Linked DNA regions of Canis lupus: region 1 is linked to region 2. Evidence: chromatin contacts called from public Hi-C data. All regions are on one chromosome and are shown on one strand. The core of a region is the stretch at or near the end of the contact, and the rest is flanking DNA. Distances in the headings are between cores, read along the strand shown.

Region 1 (3,040 bases), core at 231-2,730, 62 kb before region 2:
CCACTAGACCTAGGCCTTGCTTCTGCCTCAGACCTGATGTCTGCTCAGCCTCCTTGCTTTTCTCCCTAAATCCAGGCTTTGACTTCTTGGTACCTCCATTTTCTCATCTCTAAAATGACAGGAAAGGGCAGCCCTGGTGGCTCAGCAGTTTAGCGCCGCCTTTGGCCGGGGGTGTGATCCTGGAGACCTGGGATCGAGTCCCGCGTCAGGCTCCCTGCATGGAGCCTGCTTCTCCCTCTGCCCGTGTCTCTGCCTCTCTCTCTCTCTCTCTCTCTCTGTGTGTGTCTGTCGTAAATAAGTAAATAAATCTTTAAAAAATAAAATAAAATGACAGGAAAATATGAATTCTGGCTGGCCATCCTCAGATTTGCCATGAGGGACCTATTGAGATGACGTGTACGAATGGGCTTCAAAAACATTAACCCCCATGCAGGTGAATGTTATTGTTATTCTGTATTCCGTATCCAGTGGTCCCTGCTTATCCATGGTTTCAGCTACCTGCAGTTAGGTGAATGCGGTGTCTCTCTCTCTCTCTCTCTCTCTCTCTCTCATAATATCTTCCTTTACTGTACTGGCCCTCCTTATGATGATGATGTGAAATGATAAGGTCCTACCTGATGAGATAAATGAGGTGAATGATGTAGGCATGTGACGTTACTATTATGGATCTCTTTCTGGGCCTAATTTATAAACTAACCTTTATTATAGAAGTGTATGTATAGGAGAAAAGCAGTGCATGTAGAGTTTGGCACTATCCATGGGGCCAAGCGTCCTCCATACATAAGGGAGGACTTCTCTACTCATTACTTCCACAGAGATGGGGCTCCCAGGTACCTAGAGATTCAGGTTCAAACTCTTCTTCTCAATCTACTGTAATTTGACCAGACGCCACCATCCATTGTTACACTACTACACTGGTAGTCAGCATTGTTGGGGACTTGCTATCTGGCAGGCACTACTCTAGGAAACATACACACCTCAGCCCACTCACAACACTCACAACAGCACTTGAAGGTAAGAATTATTATTATCAGCATGATTTTGCGTATTAGGAAACAGGTAGTAGAGCTGCAAGGAAAACTCCTGAGTCTCTACCCTTAACCACTGGGCCACACCGTCTGTCTGTTCTCTCTGTGGTGTCTGTTGGACACTCTGTGGCTCACATTCCATATATGGGCCTTGTTCATTCCCACTTCTCCATCTTTGCTCAGCACCAACCAAAAACATGGGATAACATCCTTGAAGGTTCTTCTGGCTCACTGGGCTTCCATGTTGCCTCCCCTGATCTGGCTTTGGGTCCTGGTCCAGCCATATTGCCACCGTGAAGCCAGCCTTCTCTGTGAGTCTCTGCTCAGTTAATCAGATGAGATCTGTCTCTGAGGACGAGCCTGTGGAATCCGAGTCAAACCACCCACAGCAACCTTCCCATCTCTGGACTCCCACTACCCTCTGGTCAACATCAGCCATACCTCATGACCGCTCTTGGCTTGGTGCACACGTCTGTCACGTGTTCTCAATTGTGCTTAGCCTCCTTGAGGGTTAGAGTGGCACCCTGGCCTTCTAGGCGCCTCCCATATGCTGGGCAGAGTCCTTCTTTCCTCCTGTTCCTCCCTTTTCCTTTTACCTCTCCTGTTCTTCCCCTTCCTCCTCTTCTGAGGCGATCTGCTTCTCATTCTGACTACCTCACCTGCCCCAATTCCCTCATCCCCAGCTCGGCCAACTGCACCCCAGGTAAACCCCCCACCAGCTGTAAACTTAGCAGAAACAGTGAAGGAAAGACAGAACGACTGGAAATCTGGCAGGGCTTGGGGGCAGAGACCAGGTCCTCTTCATCTCTCAGGGCGCCTGGCACATAACTGGTGTGTTAAATTGAATTGGCTAACCACTGGGCATTATGAAATTATACAATAATATATATTCATTGTGATGTGCCTGAATCATCAAGAAGAGGTTATGTTATGATTTGCAGTGTCTGTTATAAGAAGGCAAGGAAGTATATAATCTATTTTGGGAAAATTTATTTCCCAATTAGGCAAATTAAGCACATCTTTTTTTGCACTTGAGTGGATTGGCTTCAAGCGATCTGGAAAATTCATTTATGTGCCACATATTATTCCCTGACAATGACAGGTAGAGGCAGTAGGCCTCTGAATTGAGTGGCCTTTACTAATCTGTCTTTATATAAATGCATCCTCAGTTGTTCCATATGTGTGTTGAACCCTCCCCAAATGGTCCTTAGGCTCCCCATGACAGTGGGGGCAGTTTCTTGGGGTTCTCTCATTTCATGTGTACAGCAGTCCTTTAGCAAGTGTGCATTGGCTGGCCACCCCAGCTTCATACTTTTTGGCTCTGCTGGCTGGGGTCCAGTGAGCTCTTTGAACTGCCTCATGAGCCACCCAGTGCTCATTACATCCTGCACCCTCCTTAATGTCTATCACACAATTACCCCCTCCCCCGGCCCCCTCCTCTCCAGCGACTGCCTCAGTTTGTTTCCTATAGTTAAGAGTCTCCTATGGTTTGTCTCTGTCCCTGATTTCATTTTATTTTATTTTTCCCTCCTGCCCCTAGACTCTTCTGTTTTGTTTCTTGAATTCCACATATGGGTGAAATCATATGATAATCGTCTTTCTCTGATTGACTTATTTTGCTTAGCATAATACCCTCTAGTTCCATCCACATTGCTGCAAATGGCAAGATTTCATTTTTGATGGCTGAGTAATATTCCATTATATATATATATACCACATCTTTTTTTAAAAAAAATTATTTATTTATTCATGAGAGACAGATAGAGGGTCAGAGACATAGGCAGAGGGAGAATCAGGCTCCCCACTGAGCAGGGGTCCTGATGTGAGACTCGATCCCAGGACCCCAGGATCATGTCCTGAGCCAAAGGCAGATGCTCAACCACTGAGCCACCCAGGCACCCCTATACCACATCTTATTTATCTGAAATCAAGACCATCTTGATTTACCTGGACAGTTGTTAACCCCATCTTTTGACATGCCTTGGGGCTGCCTTTTCTTTGTGGAAGTCCTA
Region 2 (3,269 bases), core at 107-2,606:
AATATCTCTTTTTAAAAAAGGCGGGGGCTCAACAGAGGGGCCTCCAGAAATTCTTGCAATGGTGGGGCTCTCTCTTCAATCCCTTTTTCCTTCTAAGGAAGTGGAAAGCCTGGAGGAAGCAGATAGGGGTCCTGGGCTTTCTGGATACTCAGCTTGGGTAGGAATGTGTCAGGGTCAGAGTGAGTCACCTGGGCCTCTTGGAACATAAGAGGAGAACCCCAGGGCAGAGAGGCTAGACATCTCCACACAGGGCAGGCTTCTTCTTTCTTGGGGTCCAGAACCCCTGCAACTAATGCATGGCCAATTAGGCCTGGCTTCGCAGAAATTCCTTAGATCTCAGAAAACGAGGGAGGGAAGAGGTCCTCTTTTCTGGCTGGTACTTCAGGATTTTATAAGATCCGTTCCCATTCCCTCCTTCAAGTTGTCTCTTTCTCCCTTTGTGCTGCTATCCCTGCCTCTCTCTCTCTGAATATACAGGTCATGCGTGTCCTCTCTCCTACATATCTCTCTCCCCACCATTAAATGCAAATCCAGACCCCCCTTTCACAGGCTACATCTAGAAACTTCATTTCCCCTTCAGATCTGACCGTTGCACGTCCCAGGCTCCAGATGTCCCGTCTTCTTCCGAGCTCTTGTCCCCCTCCCTCTCCTTCTGCCCCACCCCGATCCGGGAGCGGCAGGGGCGGGAGCTGGGATCCCCGGGGAAGGGGCTTGCCAGGCACTTCCCTGGGCAGCGTATTACGCGCATCCGGAATAGGAGGGGCACCTGGAATGAACCGGGTTGCTGGTAGCCAGGACCCAGAGCCGGGGGCTCCCAGAAATACCCTTTGGCCCCCATTTCCCAGCCTCTTCTGGTTCAGGCACATTCCCAGGTTCCCCTTTCAGGCACAGAGCGGCCTCCCGCCCCCGCCCCCCCCGACTCCCCGCCCCCCCTTCCCCTTGAGACGCACGTTTTATAGGGGGAGCTTTTTATTCTCTCGTTAAACCAGCCAAAGCACCGGAGACAGAGAGCCGGGGAGGGAGAGGAGGCGGCGGGGGCGGGATGGCCCCTGTCTTCTCTCCCTCCGCCTCCCTCCTCTCCGCCCCCCCCCCCCCCCCAGCTGGGTAGCTCCAAACTGGAAAGCAGCTTTCCTCTGCGTTCTTGTTTTCACAGGCAATAAAAGTGAGGGAGAGGGAAAGAGGGAGAGACGAAGGGAGGGAGAGAGGGAGGGAGGGAAGGAGGGAGGGAGGGAGGAGAAGAGACAGAGAGGAGCAGGGGTAAAGTATTTTCGCAATTTCTGCCCCGAAGATTTTATTAGCCTCCTCCCGCAGGCCGCGGCCAATCAGCGCGCGTGCCCTGGCACCTGCGTCTCCTGCGTCAGGGCTGCCGGGCTGAGCGAATGCAGCGCCGTGAGAGCTGGGAGCGATTTAAAACGCCTTGGATTCCCGGGGCCTGGGTGGGGAGAGACGGCTGGGTGCCCCCCGGATCCCCCCGCCCCAGCGCCCCATGAGCGGACCCTCGGCCCCATGGAGCCCGGCGACTACGCCACCCTGGACGGGGCCAAGGACCTGGAAGGCTTGTCGGTAGTGGGAGGGGGTCGGAATCTCGTGGCCCCGTCGCCGCTGGCCACCCACCCGGCCGCGGCGCCTCCGCTGATGCCCGCTGTCAGCTACGCGCCGCTGGATCTGCCGGGCCCCGCGGAACCGCCGAAGCAGTGCCACCCTTGCCCCGGGGTGCCCCAGGGGGCGGCCCCGGCTCCGGTGCCTTACGGCTACTTTGGAGGCGGGTACTACTCCTGCCGGGTGGCCCGGAGCTCGCTGAAACCCTGTGCCCAGGCGGCCACCCTCGCTGCCTACCCCGCGGAGACGGCCACGGCCGGGGAGGAGTACCCCAGCCGACCCACCGAGTTTGCCTTCTATCCTGGGTACCCGGGACCCTACCAGCCAATGGCCAGTTACCTGGATGTGTCGGTGGTGCAGACTCTGGGAGCCCCCGGGGAGCCTCGCCACGACTCCCTGCTGCCTGTGGACAGTTACCAGCCCTGGGCCCTCACCGGTGGCTGGAACGGCCAGATGTGTTGCCAGGGGGAGCAGAACCCACCCAGTGCCTTCTGGAAGGCAGCATTTGCAGGTAACTTGCCCCACTATGTTTGTTGGGTCCCCTTGGTGCTGCTGACTGTGGGTGGTAGGCCGTGCTGGTGCTCGCAGGGGGAGGAAGTGAAGGGAGATTTGGGGCCTGTGAGGAGGAGCTTGTGCTCATCAGTTGGCTGTTAGGACGCTGAAGGAGGGTTCAGGCAGTTGAAGAGACAGGGTGGAGGCCCCAGAGGGTCAGCATGAGGGGCCTGAGCTGGGTGCTATTGGAAGGCTGTGGGCTACCAGGTACCTTCATCTCCTTAGGAGGCCTTGGGACCTGCTTTTCAATATGTCCAAGTGTTTGATTCTTTTTGCTGTTGACGGGAATCAGGCTGTTCTACCTCGCAGATCCCAGGGTTAATTCTACCAAAAGGCTAAATGACTCTCTATTCAGTGAGTAATGGGGATGGGGTGGGTAGGAACATGGATATTGAATGTTCTGTGAAGAATACAAACCCTCATTTTCTTTCAGATGAATTTTTCAGTTTCTTTTCAAAAATATTTTATTTATTCATGAGAGACAGAGAGAGCGAGAGGCAGAGACACAGGCAGAGGAAGAAGCAGGCTCCATGCAGGGAGCCTGATGTGGGACTGGATCCTGGGACCCCAGGATCACGCCCTGGGCCGAAGGCAGGCACTAAACTGCTGAGCCATCCAGGGATCCCAATTTTTCAGTTTCTAAAGGAAAATTTAGATTCCCTGCAGTCATAATTTAGGGGCATGTGTATGTGTGTGTGCGTTGTGTGCATGTTGGGGGGGGGAGGTGTGTGTATGTGTGTTTGTGTATTGGGAGTGGGAGCAGAAATGTGTTCCTTTCTGCACTTAATTTGCCTGTAGAATCTATGAGAGTGGCCAAGAGTCTGAAAATGCATGTGAGGGTGGATATATGTGACTGTGGGCAAAGGTCTGGCAGGGTGTGATGGGTGTGTTTGCAGACCTGCAATGCTGAGGACAGGGATGGGTGAGGATGGCTTGCAGGAACCTGGTCTTTCAAAACCTAAGTGGTCATCAGAAAACAGCCAGAAGTCAAGGTGTCCCCCAGTGCTTTGGGGGAGTGGTTGTGTCTGGGTGCTCCCATAGGATTGCTTAGCTTGTAGGGCCTGCGTTTGTGCGTGGGCTTGTGGGTGGAGGTCTGAGTGTGGCTCTCTCTCTCTTCT

Evidence for each region. Hi-C and Micro-C count contacts between places; a contact is called where the count stands out from the background.
Region 1: a Hi-C map of liver shows a contact between it and region 2, with 4 times the contacts expected there. The contact joins the enhancer-like site here to the promoter of HOXB13 in region 2. A contact is called at or near these places in 3 of 9 Hi-C or Micro-C datasets (amygdala, liver and skin fibroblasts).

What each region holds. Positions count from the first base shown.
Region 1 is chr9:24,973,856-24,976,895 of UU_Cfam_GSD_1.0, reverse strand. The region is part of intron 9 of TTLL6 (tubulin polyglutamylase TTLL6); the gene reads left to right. Among named protein-coding and RNA genes, the nearest start is that of TTLL6, 17 kb to the left of the region's middle. Within about 2 kb of position 1,480, at least 2 of the 20 cell types and tissues checked have an H3K27ac peak or open chromatin away from gene starts, as enhancers often do.
Region 2 is chr9:24,911,056-24,914,324 of UU_Cfam_GSD_1.0, reverse strand. HOXB13 (homeobox protein Hox-B13) reads left to right here and starts at 1,356. Exons shown (of 2, transcript XM_038547593.1): 1 at 1,356-2,110. The coding sequence starts at 1,507.